2 separate regions of the Arachis hypogaea genome follow, and region 2 is linked to region 1. The links are chromatin contacts, called in public Hi-C maps. All regions are on one chromosome and are shown on one strand. Each heading gives the region's core, a stretch centred on a gene start, on an enhancer-like site or on the middle of the called end of the contact. The rest is flanking DNA. Distances are from core to core; before and after follow the strand shown.

The links. A called contact is a pair of places that touch in the nucleus more often than the background predicts.
Region 2: a contact with region 1 is called in a Hi-C map of leaf, with 4 times the contacts expected there. The contact joins the promoter of LOC112795063 here to the promoter of LOC112797012 in region 1. A contact is called at or near these places in 2 of 8 Hi-C or Micro-C datasets (both in leaf).

The regions. Positions count from the first base shown.
Region 1 is chr4:97,630,022-97,632,719 of arahy.Tifrunner.gnm2.J5K5, forward strand. It overlaps LOC112797012, which reads right to left and starts at 1,379. Exons shown (of 6, transcript XM_025839735.3): 1 at 1,185-1,379.
Region 2 is chr4:98,584,447-98,587,144 of arahy.Tifrunner.gnm2.J5K5, forward strand. It overlaps LOC112795063 (probable L-type lectin-domain containing receptor kinase VII.2), which reads right to left and starts at 1,343. Exons shown (of 1, transcript XM_025837022.3): 1 at 1-1,343. The coding sequence starts at 767. The coding sequence ends at 69. It overlaps LOC112797027 (thioredoxin-like 4, chloroplastic), which reads left to right and starts at 1,767. Exons shown (of 6, transcript XM_072235739.1): 1 at 1,767-2,170.

The sequences.
Region 1 (2,698 bases), core at 129-2,628:
AACATGACTCCATTATTGTTATTATTACACCCTTCTAATGTCACAAACTCAATATATATTATAGTCTGTTGAGACTTGTGTATTCACAACTTGGCCTCATCATTCTGATTCATACCTTAAGTAGAAGAAAATGTCCCAATCAGCTATTATTACAATTTTATCCAGAGAGTTGGGGTTTTGGTTCGGAGTTCATGCCAATGATAATGACGAGGGGATGAATCCGTGAATCAGTCACATAGGCAGGGGAAATTTTAACAAAGTTTATCACAATGATTAACAACAACAAAAAGCGCTGAAGGAACACTCAGTAATATAGGCAATGCAAATTTTAACAAAGCTCATCACAATGATTAACAACAACAAAAAGCACTAAAAGAACAGTGAATCAGTAACATAGGCAGTGCAAATTTAAAATTTAAAAGTTATCATCAAATACAATCAGTGAGCAAAGCCAATCAATCAAGCACTGACTGAGCATTCTGTTCTGATTCTGTGACCGGGAAGCAACAAATTCAGCAACAAATTCAAGTTACAGCAACAAATTTAACAAATCCTAGTAAAGTCCCAATTTACAGCAAAAAGGCAAATTCATTAATTACCAATTCAGCAACATGCAGAAATACAGGGAAAAGGGAAATCTGGAAAAGAGAGAACACTAAACCAAAACATTAACCAATAACCACAAAACACTAAACCTTCACCCAGCAATTACAAACATTAGCACATTATGAAACATTCCAAAACACTAAACCTTCACCCAGCAAAACCAGCAACTACAAACAAAGCCATCAGTAAATTTGAACAAAAAAAAAAATTAAGAGCCATCAGTCTACAGCATTCAACAATATTGCAACAAACAAATTAGGAGCCATCAGCAACTGGTAAACCAGTAAAACACTATCAGAGCCATCAGAGTAAGTATTACTGACTAACAGAGCAATCAGAGTATAGTGAATACAAGACAAAGCAATCAGAACCATACATACAAATTTGCAAATTTGTAAAATTTCCACCATTAACCACCAGCAAATACAAGGGAATACCAAACTGGAAACCAAGACGGAAGACCGAAGAAGAAGAATTAAAGAACCAAACTTCAAAGTTCAAACCAAGGCCGAAGAAGAATTGAAGAAAAATGGAACAAAATTGAAGAAGAAGACCGAAGATGAAGACGAGCCACTAACCTGGGTTCCGGGCCGAGAAGCCAGCGAAGATGAAGAGTACCAGCCGAGTTACTGGGTTAGGGTTCGACGACCTGGGTACGGCGGCGGCGCTGACGATCTGGGAACGGCGGCGGCGATGGAGGGTTAGGGTTCCTTCGCTAGAGTTCTCCAATCTCCATTACAAATGATTAAATGAATGAATGATTTTTTTTGTTTGGGGGGGGGGGGGGGGTACCAGCCGGTTACCGGCCCGATCCAACCGGTTTGACGGTTTTTTAGTGGTTTTTCTTTGAGCGGTTATCGGTTCGACTAGCCGGTCCGGTCCGATTTTTAGAACCATGCTAGAGAGAATGGTTTCTCAATTCAGAATCCTTTTTCTTTTTTGGTTTTTTTTAATAACAAACGGTGTCATTTAGAGTAACCGGCTGGGTCCTGGTTCGGTTCGACCGGTCGAGTCTAGATTCGATTCGACCAGTCGGAACCTGGATCGGTTCGACCGGCCAGGAACTGGCCAATTCAGCAATTTTGAAACGCTTTTTCCATGGATGGTTTTTCTCATTAGACCGAACCAATATTTGCACTGGTTTCGGTCAGATTGGTTCAACCGGACAATCCAGTCCGATTTTTAGGAATACATAAATTTTAAAATATCATCCAAATTAAAAGTATCACATCTACCACAATGTTATAATCTCGTCTAAATACAAGAACAAGGCCTGAATAAAATTCAAGCAACCCAATAACAAGAAACAAGGACAATCTCAATCTCAAGAATCTCAACAATTTAGCAAAGTAAAACAACATCAGCCCAAAAATTTAGCAAATTATCAACTTAACAAGTTCAAAAACTGAAAATCAGTAAAAATAAAAAAATAAAAAAGCAGGACAATGACAATATAACAGAATCAAGAGCATGATCAACAATCCTAAATCGCAGTAACAACAATAATTGAAGAAGAAAAATCACAGATTAATAATCATAAACCAATTAAAACAACAATGACAGTAAAAAAAATAGCTTCTAGAGTACAGAGGTTAGGGAGCACGAAGGGCTTGACACAGCAAAATTGGAGCAAAGAAGGGCTGGAGCCCAGTGGAATAGAGCCGATGCGGTGAAACAGCGGCTGCGCAACGGAGGAACAGTGGGACGGAAGCTTCAAGCAGTGGCAAAGACGAGCGCAGTGGGGATGTCCGCTTCGAGCATATGCGATGGCGGCAGTGGCTGGACGGAGCAAGTGATGTGATTTTTTATTTTTCTTTTGCCGAGGGAGTGAAGGAGGAGCGGAGAGCTCGAAAAGGAGGAGATGCATGTTAGGGAAATTAGGTTTACGTTAGGTTTTTCTTAATTAATTATATGATGAAATGGCGCCACTTTATGTCAAAGTTGAAACCGGGCAATTTTCAACCGATTCAGAGGTCCAATGGTTTTTTACACTGGCGATTATGCTTACTAGCCGAACCGATATGCATGTTGGTTTCTAATTTGACCGATCGGACCGGTTCGAACTAGTTTTCAAAACATTGGTAAAACTTCA
Region 2 (2,698 bases), core at 93-2,592, 950 kb after region 1:
ATTGGGATGAATTTTTAATGGACAAGTTCGTCCCTTAAGGCCAAAACGACGCCGCAGTGAGCCCTATTTCATGAAAATGCAAGGTGGAAGCCATGGCCGCTGCTCGAGGCTCTCCCGGTTCTTAGCAGTTCCGGTGCCATGTAGCCAACCGTTCCGATCACTCGAGAGGTGTTAGGTATCTGCTCATGATGATGCATCCGGGCGAGTCCAAAATCCCCCAACCTTGCATTCATATCCTTCTCAAGTAATACATTGCTTGCTTTTATGTCCCTATGCAACACCTTAACTTTCCAACTCTCATGCAAATACAATACCCCCATAGCCACATCCTTCAGCATACCTCCAAACTCAATTATATTCTGTTCTGAAAATGCTTTAGTTGCAGCATAAATGTCTTCATAACTAATACGGTGTGGCCAATACTCTAATTCCCAGTCTTCAATATCTCCCTCTTCCTCCATTCTTTTGCTTCTTTTTCTTTTGAGCAAAACAACAAACACCATTGCTGCACTACCAATAACAAAGATAAAAATTCCAAAACTGATCCCTGAAACAAAACCAAATGAAGGCAAATTCGTAGTCACCAAACCATCGCCGATCGAAAAATTTGAGTTGCTAAAGCTCCATGCCAAAATCTTGTGACTCTCAACAAGTTGCCCTGTTGCCCCACAAAATCCCACAAACATTTCATCCAAAAAGACATCAGAAAGATTCACAAGTTCACTAATCAAAGGCCTATTAGGCCTTCTTTTCCCTGCAATAGCCATTGCTACATTAACTTTAGAATCTGAATACTCAATCCACACTTGATAGTTCTCACCATTGTTAAACTTCAATTCCTTAAACTTTTCATCATGTTTTCCACTGACCCAAAATTCAGCATCGTGTGAGGCCAAAGAAGTAAGAGAATTCACATCCAAACCCACATGGTTATCATTGATGTCATTGAATTCTTGGTTCTTGAACACATCAAACTCAATCCCAAAAACATAGTTTTTGGGGTTACCATTGTTGGTCAAGTTGAAGAGGCCAAGGTGCTGAGCTGAGCTAACCCCGTTTGCTCCTTCAAAAGGTGAGAACAAGAACACAAAACCATAGCCAGGGAGAAGGTGTTTGAATGGTGCAACGGAGAAGATGAAGGAGGTTGAGAACGGTAAAGGGTTGGAAGAAAAGGAAGATTTTGTTGGGATCTTGGAAGGGTAGAAAGCACGGCCAATAGAAAAAGAGGCATGGTTGGTAAGGGTGAGAATTGAAGAGTGAGAGTGAGAGTGAGAGTGAGAGTGAGAGTGAGAGTGAGAGTGATCATCAATAGTGGCGTTTGCATAGAGTTAAGGGACTAATTTGTCCACTAAAAAATTGTTCCAATCCACCTGATCAAGTGTAACGACCAGGTCATTTACTGTCCTTCTATGTCAGCTGGTTCTGTTGTCGTTTTTGGCCCAAAACGGACAGAAGAGTATAATTGTCCGCTGTTTTAAAACGTTAGGGATCGAAATGTATTTTTCTTCTTAAGGAACGAAAATGTCCTCATTTTAAAATGTTAGGAACTTATTTGTCTTTTACTCTAAATCTTATTATACTTATCTTTAAACTCTAATTTCTCATAGTCATTCATACCTGGGGTTCTAAAAATTGGATAGGATTGGTCAATCTAATCGGTTCAACCGTGAATTGGCAGCACAAACGGTTCGTTTTGTTTCGAAAAATTGATGCCTCCAAAACCGGACCCGAGCTGCTGAACTGTTTAAGAACCGGTCTGTGGGATAGAACTTGGAACTTGGAACTTGGAACTTGGCCGATTCCCCCAAACGGCGCCGTTTCGTTATCTAAAAACAAAAAACACTTCAGTTCAGTGGCTGAGCCAAGCCCCTTCTCCCCTTCTACAGAACTCAGAAGCAAGGTCTGAGAACCCTTACCTCTCTTCGTCTGTCCGTCCGTCGCACACAGGGTCTTCTCTTCGTCCATCGAGCCACTGCGCCCCCATCTCCTTCTCCAATCTTCTTCCTTCAGCAGAACTGCGAGTAGCCCTAGCCCCTCACTCAACCTCGTCTTCGTCTGCTAGCCTTCAATTCTCGAACACCTCTCATTCCCCAATCGTGTGGTCGTCCTCTGGTCTTCGTCTGGTCGCCGTCGTTCGTCGTGCTCAACCGCTCTCCGGCGTCCGTCGAAGGTCAGTGCTCACTGGTAGTACTGGTTATTCGTTTTTTATGCTCTGTTCAGAAATCAAACCCTCTTCCTGGTTTTTTTTATGCTCCCTGCTACCATTAGTGTTTTGTGTTTTTATTGAATGATTAATTGATTATTGATTAGTTCTGGCTGCTCTGCTGTGCTGCTGTTTTGTATGATCCACTTACAAATCCTTTTTGTATGATCCACTTTGTATTTGGAATGTGAAGCATAGAAAGAACTAATCTAAATTATTGAAGTGAGTGCAAATTATAATCAGAACATTTTTTATCGGAGAGTTGTGAGAAAAGCCTAGTCGACCATCTAATGAAAAACTTTGAGGCTGATTTAGATTCTACTTCTCCAACAAATGTTGGTGTGCAAGCTTGAAGCAACAAAACTTTTGAAGAGAATGCTGGGAAGAAGAAACTAGATTAATTGAAACTAATTAGCACTTTTGTTAAAAACTCATCATATGTATTTTGGAAATGTGATTAGTCGTAGGAACTTTTCCAAATCTTAACTAATTATA